Linked DNA regions of Oryctolagus cuniculus: region 1 is linked to region 2. Evidence: chromatin contacts called from public Hi-C data. All regions are on one chromosome and are shown on one strand. The core of a region is the stretch at or near the end of the contact, and the rest is flanking DNA. Distances in the headings are between cores, read along the strand shown. Region 1 has its middle 170 kb from the start of KATNAL1. Region 2 holds the start of HMGB1 (high mobility group box 1).

Region 1 (5,682 bases), core at 2,961-5,460, 380 kb after region 2:
AAGTTCTAGATACCTAGAAAGTTCTAGAACAGTGTGTCATTGAGAGTATGTGGTTTGGGCACACAAGCAGGCAGTGTCCTGTTCTCTGGAGGGCACTCTGGTCCCCCTGTCGCAGGGCAGTGTGTGGTCACCTCAGCGTGATGGAAGCCTCCCTCCAGCTGGTGCCTTCCAGCTCCCCCACCTAATCCCAGTTGGCTTCCTCTTCCCCAAGTGAGTGCTATCCAAACTTGTCCTTTTTAAAAATTTATTTATTTATTTGAGACACAGAAAGAGAGACACAGAGAGATCTTCCATCTGCTGGTTCACTTCCCAAATGCCCACAACAGCCAGCACGGGGCCAGGCCACAGCCATGGGCCTGGAACTCCATCCAGGATTCCCATGTGGGTGGCAGAGGCCCAAGCACCTGAGCTACCAGCTGCTGTTGCCCAGGATGCACATTGGCAGGAACCTGGGACAAGGGCAGAGCCAGCACTCAAACCCAGACACTCTGCTATGGGACACAGGCCTCTACCGCAGTGTCTTCTCTGTGCCAAAATCCCCCCCCCCCCAATCATCCTGAGTGCTCTCCTCGTTCATTGAAAGCCTTCAAGTGCACAACACAGACATGTTTGAAATTTTGTCTGGTTGGTCCTGCCCCTCCACGGGTTCGGCATGCATGGATTCCGCCAACTGTGGATCAAAAATACTGGGGGAAAAATCACCTGCACACTGAACACATAGGGACTTTTATTTTCTGGTCATTACCGCCTAAGCCACGTAGTAGAACAAGTATTTGCACAGAATTTGCATTGCACTGGGTGTTATAGTCATCTAGGGATGTGGGAGGGTGTGCACTGATTCTGTGCACATCGGATTCCTTTATCCCCAGGGAATGAGGCCACTGTTTCCTGGCTTTGCTTGGAGGAGCCTCCCCCTACCACCCAACCCAGAAGCAATTGTCCTGGAGGCCCCGTGAGGGCTGGGAGCTCACAGGCAGGTCCTGGACCTTCAGCCAGATCTGCTACTCAACTGAAGGGAAGGGCTGTGCCCATCAGCCTGACTCTGGCCTCTGGGCAGGCTTGTGTGTTGGGACGGGGAAGGAGTTGGGTCGGGTATGGGACTTGGGGTTTTGCTGCTGTAAACCGAGTCACATCCTGTAGCAGTGTGTGGTGTGCAGGCTGTGGTGACAGATGACCAAATGATGAAGCCCCTTGGCGGCTCCCAACTCTTGGGGGCCCCAAGGGGTGGGAAGAGGGAGAGGCCAGTTGCCTCAGCTTCAGGGTGGACTGACCCAGGAGGGAACCCATGAGGAGTGGTTGGCTCCACTTGGAGTTGAGCAAACCTAGGTTTGAATTCAGTCCAAGCCACTCACTGATGATATGGCCATACTCCCGTGCCTCAGTTTCCCCCTGTGAAACAGAATGGCGATAGTTTTCTTATTTGGTTCTTGTGCACTTTAATTGCGATTTCATAGAGAACTTCCAGAATATGCTTAACGCAGAGACTGGCCCTCAGTCATTAATTAGTGGTAACTGTGACTGCCTTGGGGAGATACAACCTCTGGGCTGAGGCCTTGGTCCTCCCCCTAATTCCAGGCCCTCCCACCCAGCTTTGGTCCTCTGCATGTCTGGCCGCTGGCTCCCACTCCTTTGTGAACTCTGATCACTCAGCTTCGCTGTCAAGCCAACACCTGCAAATCTTTAGCACTTTATAGCATTCTGATCCAGCTTCTAAGATGCAAACTATCAAGACCCTGATGAGGAGATCTTTCCCCAAAAAAGTTATGAGAGAGAGAGAGAGAGAGAGAGAGAGGAGGAGAAGAGGAGAGGAGAGGGGAGGGGAGAGGAGGGGGAGGAGAGGAGAGGAGAGAGGAGGAGAGGAGGAGAGGGCAGGGGAGAGGGGAGGAGAGGAGAGGGAGGTGAGGAGGAGAGGAGGAGAGGAGGAGGAGGAGAGGAGAGCTCTTCCATCCACTAGTTCACTCCCCAGATGGCCACAATGCCTGGGGCTGGGCCAGGCTGAAGCTGAGAGCTTGGAACTCCATCTGGGTTTCCCATATGGATGGTGGCAGGGGCCCAAGCACTGGGGCCATCTGCTTTGGCTTTCCCAGTTGCATTAGTAGGGAGCTGGAGTGGAAGTGGAGCAGCCAGGGCTTGAACGAACGCTCATCTGGGATGTTGGCGTGGCAGGTGGTGGCTTAACCCACTGCATCCCAAGGCTGGCCCCAGGACACAGACCTCTTAATCTAAGCCCAACACCTGCCCCCTGATATGTTCTTGAGCTTGGAGCCACACAGCGCTTTTTTTTTTTTTTTTTTTTTTTTTTTTTTTTTGACAGGCAGAGTGGATAGTGAGAGAGAGAGACAGAGAGAAAGGTCTTCCTTTTGCCGTTGGTTCACCCTCCAATGGCTACCGCGGCTGGCGCACTGCGCTGATCCGATGGCAGGAGCCAGGTGCTTCTCCTGGTCTCCCATGGGGTGCAGGGCCCAAGCACTTGGGCCATCCTCCACTGCACTCCCTGGCCACAGCAGAGAGCTGGCCTGGAAGAGGGGCAACCGGGACAGAATCCAGCGCCCCGACCGGGACTAGAACCTGGGGTGCCAGTGCCACAAGGCAGAGGATTAGCCTAGTGAGCCGTGGCGCCGGCCATAAGCCACACAGCTCTTGGGAGTACTGTTGGCCTTTGCCAGCTGTGGCATATGGGGCAGGCAGATGCAGAACTTGTGGCCATGCAGGACAAGCTCTCCCAAAATCTCTCTTATGGAAGCACCACCAGGAGCTGGGAGACCGACCTGCTGCCAGGGAGACCAGCGGGGAGTCTCCTCCAGCTGTACTCTCCACCCAAGTTTAGGGACATGGCAGCCAAGGCTGAAACTAGGGGTGAGCTCCGAGGGTGACACTGTTTTCAGAGGTCAGGGTCAGCAAGGAAAGGCTGGGGCGTCTGTAGGACCTGGGGACCAACCGGTATGCTTTGTACTTCGTCTTCCAGGCCCGGCACTCGGCTGCAGGACAGGATTCCCAGAAACACTCGACTCTGAGTTGAACAGAGACACTGGTACAGAAAACAGCGCAAGATCAGTCAAATGCAGATCGGTAAGCAGAAGGCTTTGTTGATGCTCCATGCGTCTTAGAGATGGACAGGTCCCCTTGTGGGCTGGTGAGTGATACAGAGTGGATGGATTCAAACAGAGAGGGGGCAGGCTGTGAAAAGGACATGGTTTGTGCATGGTTGGACTAACTTGGTCTACATTAAAAAAATGCAGAGAGCTAGAGAGAGATCTCCCATCTAAATGCTTATAACAGTAGGGCTGGGCCAGGCCGGAGCCAAAAGCCGGAACTCCATCCTGGCCTCCCAGGTGGGTGGCAGGGGCCCCAGTACTTGAGCCTGCTGCCTCCTGGGTTTCTCATTAGCAGGAAGCCGGATCAGAAGCGGAGCTGCGACCCAAACCTAGGGACTCTGAGGTGGGATGCAGGCATCCCAAGCGGTCTCCTCACCACTGTGCCAGCCAGTGGCCCCATCTCAGTCTTTAAACCTCTTTAAACTGTGAGAGGCTGTGATGAGAGATGCTATGGTTTGGATTCCGTTTAATTTACCGTGTGCGTTTGCTTTCTGGCTGTAGCTCTCGCTGTAACAGGAAGGGATTGAATTGGATGATTTTGAATGTTTCTTCCAACTCCCAAATCTCATGATTACATATAAAGATTAGGGGAAGGGCCGGCGCTGTGGCTCACTTGGTTAACCCTCCGCCTGCAGTGCTGGCATCCCATATGGGCACCGGTTCTAGTCCTGGTTGCTCCTCTTCCAGTTCGGTTCTCTGCTGTGGCCTGGGAAAGCAGTAGAAGATGTCCCAAGTCCTTGGGCCCTGCACCCGCATGGGAGACCAGGAGGAAGCACCTGGCTCCTGGCTTCGGATCGGCGTAGCTCTGGCCATAGTGGCCATTTAGGGAGTGAACCAATGGGAGGAAGACCTTTCACTCTGTCTCTCTCTCACACTAATGCTATCTGTAAAATAAATTTTAAAAAAAGATTGGGGGCAAAATAGAAAAAGCACATTTTATTTTTTTACTAAGAGTATTTTTTTAAGTCCCCAAATGAAAAACTGGCTTGCGCATTTCTGGAACGAGCAGCACACAGCTAAGTTATGTGTCACTCTAGCCTCGATTCCCTGGAGACACACACTTAGAATTGTTTCCTGGATCACTTGCTCTCAGCCAGGAACCGGGAACATTGTGTACGGCGCAGCCCACGGCCTCAGCAGCGAGCCGCGGTTCTGCGCGTTCAGAGGTGTGGATTGTTCTGCCCGGGGCCTCGCTTTGCTCTGACTTCTCCTTGTCAGAGTGAGAATGACTCACTCCGCCAGCGCCTTGCAGCCGTCCGCAGCCTTCGCCAAGCTGCACTTTACAAAGGGAACGCTTCGCCATCCATACACCAGGCCTAGGGGCGGCAGAGGAGAGCGGCAAGGCAGACTGGGAGGACTGTTAAAGTTCAGCACACACACACACACATGCACATGCACACACATAACACACATATGCACGCACATGCACACACATGTACATACACATGCACGCAGATATACACACATATACACACATACACATATACACAGATACACACATATACATGTACAGATACACACATACACACATATAAATACACAAAATACACACATATACATGTACAGATACACACATACACATATACACACATATACATGTACACAGATACACACATACACATATATACATGTACAGATACACACATACACATATACACACATATACATGTACAGATACACACATACACACATATAAATACACAAAATACACACATAACACATACACATACACACATACACATATACACACATATACATGTACACAGATACACACATACACATATATACATGTACAGATACACACATACACACATATAAATACACAAAATACACACATAACACATATACACATACACACAGATACACACATACACATATACACGCATATACATGTATACAGATACACACATACACACATAAATACACAAAATACACACATAACACATATAAAAAAAGATACACACAGAGATACACATAACACATATACATACACACAGATACACTCAGACACACATACACACATATACACATATATGCACATACATGAACATACACAGATACACATGTACATATACATGCATATACACAGATACACACATGCACACGTATACACACATACATATACATACATAACACATAAACACACAATACATACATATACCCACAGATACACTTATACACAATACACACATATACACATGCACACATACATACATGCACACATACACATACACACACAAGCTCAGGGCAAAATCGCTGTGAAAAGCAGTCAGCCATCAGCATTCTTTTTTTAAAAAATAATTATTTGATAATCTTTTATAAAAATAGATTTATGTATTTGAAGGGCAGAGTTACAGAGACGGGGTGGGGGGGCGAGAGAGGAAGGTGGGGGGAGAGAGAGAGAGATCTTCCATCTGCTGCTTCACTCTCCAAGTGGCAGAATCCACCAGGGCTGAGCCAGACCAAAGGCAGGAGCTGGGAGTTTCATCTGGGTCTCCCACGCGGGTGCAGGGGCCCAAGGACTTGGACCATCTTCCACTGCTTTCCCAGGCGCGTTAGCAGGGAGCTGGATGGGAAGCGGAGCAGC
Region 2 (5,862 bases), core at 185-2,684:
GGGGAGCTGGGCGCAGCAGTTCCGAGGCAACTTTTTTTTTCCTCCCTCTTTTCACAGCCCCGCGTCCTCCGTGCGGGGGCGGCGGGGCGCGCGGGCCGCGCGGAGGGAGCCGGGGAGCGGCGGGCGGGTGGGCCCGCGCGCGGCGGCCCCCACCCGGCGGGGGGAGGGGAGCGGTGGGGGGAGGGCCCGGCCGCGCGCCCCCCGCCCCTCCCCCCGGCCTGTAATGGCCGAGTGTGTGCGCCAGAGCGCGGCGCGCACCCCGCCCGCCGCCGCCCGCACTCGCACCACACACTCGCGCTCTCTCTCTCTCACACACACACACACACACATACACACACAAAGGGAAGGAGCCATATTCGCGCTCGCCCTCGCGGCGGCGGCGGCGCAGGCGGGGAAGACGCGCAGCGGCCATTCCGTGCGCCGGCCCCGGCGGCCGCGGGCGGAGCCAGCCCCCATTTCGAGCGGGGCTTCTCTCTCTCTCTCCCTGCGCGCCGCGCCTGACAAAATGGGGGCGGCGGCGCGAGCGAGCCTGCGGGGCCTTCCGGGCGCACGTGGCGGCCTCGGGCCTGCGAGCCGAGCCCGCGCTGCCGCCGGCCCTCGCCTCGGCGCGCGGCCGCCGCCGCCCGCCGGAGTTGCGGGCCCCCGCGCGGGAGTCCCCCCAACTCGCAGGGGCCCGAGCAACGCGCCCCCGTCGGGGCGGGAGCGGGGGAGGGGGCCCGCGAGCCCCGCGCAGGAGTGGCTTTTGTCCCTCATCCTTGTTTACTCGGAGAAACTTCAGACCGGACGTGTTTAGTCAGGGCAGAAACACATCTCGGGGCCAAAGCGATAGGAAGCGGAGCCGCCGCCGCCGCCCCAGCCCGGGCGCTCGCGCAGGAGCCCCGCGGCTCCTCCCTGCTCCCGGCGAAGTTTGCTGCAAAGAGGATTTTTTTTTTTTTTTTAAGCAATTGGGAAAACTTTAGATGCAGGGCGATTTTTTTTTTTTTTTAGGCCTCCTCACTTGGAAGGGTTTACTCACACTCAGGCTCGCTTGTTCCTTTGCTTAGGGCAGATCCACACATGGGCAGCGTGAGTTTTCTGACCTTTGGGTTTGTTGGTTAAAAAGGGTGTTGGGAATTTGCAGACCTGTTTGGATGACTGGGCTGAGGGACTCAGAACAGACCCAGGCAGCTGAATCACGAATACTGTGTGTGTGTGTGTGTGTGTGTGTGTGTGTATGCCCTTGTATCTGGACTTAGATCGCTCCCCGAAGGATCGGGTGTTTTTTCGTTTTTTGTTTTTTAACTTGGCGTAGCCCCTTCTAGGAATTGGCTACCATTGCTGTAACTGGTACCTTGATTTTCGTGCAGACCCTAAGCACTTTAAGCTCTTAAATGTCACCATTTCATTGCTAACGTGCAAACACTTTTTTTTTCTCCACAAGAAAAATAACTAAACATGGGCAAAGGAGATCCTAAGAAGCCGAGAGGCAAAATGTCATCATATGCATTCTTTGTGCAAACTTGCCGGGAGGAGCATAAGAAGAAGCACCCAGATGCTTCCGTCAACTTCTCAGAGTTTTCTAAGAAGTGCTCAGAGAGGTGGAAGGTAAGAGGCCTTTAAAGCACACCAACAAGATCATAAAACAGTTAATGATTTCCAAATTAGGATGGGGGGGGCTAGCTGGCTATTTTCATAATGTGCGTCCATAAACAGTAAAACTTCTTTATCAACTTTAGCTTACAAATAATTCTTTTGTAGACCATGTCTGCTAAAGAGAAGGGAAAATTTGAAGACATGGCAAAGGCGGACAAGGCTCGTTATGAAAGAGAAATGAAAACCTATATCCCTCCTAAAGGGGAGACAAAAAAGAAGTTCAAGGATCCCAATGCGCCCAAGAGGCCTCCGTAAGTATTTTGCCTCTTTTTAAGTTTTGAAGATGTGTCTTATGGTCAAATTTGGTAGTTAACTAAAACAGTTGGATGGGGGTGTGAAGCAGAGTGCGTAGAATTAGACACTCGCATCCTTTGCTGAGCGCATCCCCTAATAGGATTTTGTCCTATTATTTAATGAAAAATAATACTTTGCAGATGTTCTGGAGTTCTAACTAGGCTAAATTAAGAAACTACGCTGTTCTGGGTAGCTGAGGGTTAGTTAGCATATGCTAATATTTGCACCTTCTTAAATGCATAGTAGAAGTAGGCAGCGGTTTGTCTAGTGCTGCAGTCCCCATTTGATAGCATTTGTGTGTGATCTGTTCTCCTTAACATCTTCACATTGCTCTTTCAGTTCGGCCTTTTTCTTGTTCTGTTCTGAGTATCGCCCCAAAATCAAAGGAGAGCATCCTGGCCTGTCCATTGGTGATGTTGCAAAGAAACTGGGAGAGATGTGGAATAACACTGCTGCAGATGACAAGCAGCCCTACGAGAAGAAGGCTGCCAAGCTGAAGGAAAAGTACGAGAAGGTAAGAAGTGTGTGGGTTTGCTGGTGCGGTGTCGGACGTGCCACGTGTTGGATGATCATGCTGGACTCCTCATCCTGATTTCCTGTTTCCTTATGGATTTCCAAGAGTTCGAGCTATAATAGTGTTTAGTGTAACTATTAAGAAGTGCTTCTCCGTATTTCAAATATGGAGAATCAAAACTGTAGGCATAGGTAAAGGCTGTATATTTAAGTTGGTCTTGATAGTCCACATTGTCTCCAAATTTATGAATGTGGAGATTTTGGTGATTACTTTGCAAGAGCAATTACTGTTCTAAAATGATCAGATAGAACAAAAAACTAAGCTGGACAAAGTTAATACCAGTTCTGGGTTTCATGGACATGCCCTGAAACATGTGTTCCTTTAGATAACACAACAAAAGCTTGTATGGTTAAATTTCAAGTTTGTTGATCTGTGTAGCTTAAAAAAAAGCTATATCTCCTATACTTTAAATTGAAATACTAAGTACTTGAAGTTAAATTTTAGCTTTTGTAGTTATTTATTCTTAAAAAATATGTATTTCTAAATGTTTCTTAATCCAGTTGCATGCTTACTGAAAAGTTGCCCCCTTTTTTTGAAGTTAGCATTTTCTGCTGTGAGTTGGGGTCTGGCAGTATAAACCTGTAGAATGCATTTTTGCATTCAGAAGGTGGCAGTGTCTACCCTTTAATCAAAGTCTCTGCGATCTGGTTGTAATAAACTAGAGTTGGGATGCGGTACATGATTACACCTCAGTGAGGCACAGCTCTGCAAATATTAGACCATTTCATAAGTCACAGGTTGTTGATTGTAATTAGCTCAGTACTTGATGTGCATGTTTTGCAGTTTTTATTTGTGAAGTTGAAGTGGGTATAGATACGTGGTATTTCCGGGTAACTGAGTTGTTAGTTTTTCTCAGTTCTGCCATGTTGTTTCTGTTTTTCTCCCTTTTACTTAACTCTTCTCTCTTCCCCATCTCCTTTTTTCTCCTGCCTTTATTTTGGAAGGATATTGCTGCATACCGAGCTAAAGGAAAACCTGATGCAGCGAAAAAGGGAGTCGTCAAGGCTGAAAAGAGCAAGAAAAAGAAGGAAGAGGAGGAGGATGAAGAAGACGAAGAGGATGAGGAGGAAGAGGAAGACGAGGAAGATGAAGATGAAGAAGAAGATGATGATGATGAATAAGTTGGTTCTAGCGCAGTTTTTTTTTCTTGTCTATAAAGCATTTAACCCCCCTGTACACAACTCACTCCTTTTAAAGAAAAAAAATTGAAATGTAAGGCTGTGTAAGATTTGTTTTTAAACTGTACAGTGTCTTTTTTTGTATAGTTAACACACTACCGAATGTGTCTTTAGATAGCCCTGTCCTGGTGGTATTTTCAATAGCCACTAACCTTGCCTGGTACAGTATGGGGGTTGTAAATTGGCATGGAAATTTAAAGCAGGTTCTTGTTGGTGCACAGCACAAATTAGTTATATATGGGGACGGTAGTTTTTTCATCTTCAGTTGTCTCTGATGCAGCTTATACGAAATAATTGTTGTTCTGTTAACTGAATACCACTCTGTAATTGCAAAAAAAAAAAAAGTTGCAGCTGTTTTGTTGACATTCTGAATGCTTCTAAGTAAATACAATTTTTTTTATTAGTATTGTTGTCCTTTTCATAGGTCTGAAATTTTTCTTCTTAAGGGGAAGCTAGTCTTTTGCCAATTTTGGATCACATTAATTATTACAGTGTTTTCTCTTTTCATGTAGTTAGATAAAAAGCTTTTGTCTACACACCCTGCATATCATGATGGGGTAATAGAAGTTGAATTGAGATCGCTGTCATCGGTAACTGAAACGACAAAATCTTGATCAGCTGATAACAGATTTCACATAACCCACTTACATTTACGAGTGAAGAGTAACCAGTCTGTTCATAGCATGGGATTATTAGAATCAAACATTTTGAAAGTCTGTCCTTGAAGGACTAGTAGAAAAGTATGTTCTAATCTTTACCTGAGGATTCTATATTTAACTCCCATTACCATGTAATGGCAGTTATATTTTGCAGTTCCCACATTAAAGAAGACCTGAGAATGTATCCCCAAAAGCGTGAGCTTAAAATACAAGACTGCCATAGGAAGTAGTTTTTGTTGTCCATTAGTCCTGGTGAAGGCTACGAAAGTGCTGGCTGTCCATGTCTCTCCCATTTATCTAAATATGGACTGCTCAGGAAATATGAGACTCCATTAAAAGTAGCTTTAATTAACTGGGCCAGCTTTTTGAAATGATGAAGCCACATTCAAAGGAGGGTATATTTTCCTATATTGTGGCTTGCCCCTTTATTAAATCAAGTGGCCACTTGAGAAGGAAGACACTTAAAACTTAGTGTCTCGTGTGAGTTATCCAATTTATTTGATTTTTCTTTACAAAATCCAAGCTCATTCATTACAGTCATGTTTATCTACTTAGCAGTTTAGGGAACAATTTGGCAATTTTGTGGTTTTTGAGATTATCGTTCTCTTAAAGTGCCAGTGTTTTAAAATAGCGTTCTTGTAATTTTACACGCTTTTGTGATGGAGTGCTGTTTTGTTATATAATTTTGACTTGGATTCTTTCCATTTGCATTTGTTGATGTAATTTCAGGAGGAACACTGAACACCTGAGTCCTGGATGATACTAATAAACTAATAATTGCAGAGGTTTTAAATATTAGTTAAATGGCTTTCACTTAAGAATTTTAAGATTTTCTTATAGATTCTGTTTCCAATAATATGGCTTAGCAGCACCCTTTAAATATGAGGGCTGACAAAGGATTCCCGTTAGAAATAGTCACTTTATGCTTTTAAATAGGTTATTGGGCTGATAAAAACAGGTTTTAGCAAACATTCCAAGTACTCAGAATGCTGTATTTAAATGGGAGAAAACCAATTTTACTTTCAGAACTGTTAAACAAGATTTTTTAAAAGCAAGGCACATGAAAGAAGCAGTGCTAATGATGATAAATCAAAGCCTGTATCAGGTTTCAAGCTGAACAAGGACCTCAAGAGAAATGCAGCAGTTGTGTCAAATTTTATCAAACTGAGTCAAAGGGAACAATTATTTAATGTGATTTTGACAGAAGTTTCTATATAGAACCGCCATTGTCAGCTTCTCATGTGGTGCTAGGAAGCAATCCATTTGAAAATGAAGTCGCCTTTTCTTAAAACTTGGTGGGTGTGTGCCATTTTTAAGAAACTGACCGTGGGAACAGTATTTGGGATTACTTAACTTGCTTAAGGTCTTGACAGAAAAGTTGACAAACTCCCTTAGTATCTGAAAACTAACTGCTGTTTAGTATCCTATTAAACTTGGATATCCAAAGCTCAGGTGTATGAAGGGCAATTAGGTAAGGGATAAAAACTAGCTATAATGAGATGATTTAACAAAAGTATATAAAAAG

What was found. Hi-C and Micro-C count contacts between places; a contact is called where the count stands out from the background.
Region 1: a contact with region 2 is called in a Hi-C map of an unstated tissue, with 4 times the contacts expected there. The contact joins the enhancer-like site here to the promoter of HMGB1 in region 2. A contact is called at or near these places in 3 of 6 Hi-C or Micro-C datasets (ear pinna, psoas muscle and an unstated tissue).

Annotation. Positions count from the first base shown.
Region 1 is chr9:84,464,556-84,470,237 of mOryCun1.1, forward strand. No RefSeq gene overlaps it. Among named protein-coding and RNA genes, the nearest start is that of KATNAL1, 170 kb to the left of the region's middle. Within about 2 kb of position 4,211, at least 3 of the 8 cell types and tissues checked have an H3K27ac peak or open chromatin away from gene starts, as enhancers often do.
Region 2 is chr9:84,091,775-84,097,636 of mOryCun1.1, forward strand. It overlaps HMGB1 (high mobility group box 1), which reads left to right and starts at 1,435. Exons shown (of 4, transcript NM_001171281.1): 1 at 1,435-1,584; 2 at 1,738-1,883; 3 at 2,266-2,440; 4 at 3,445-3,621. The coding sequence starts at 1,435. The coding sequence ends at 3,621.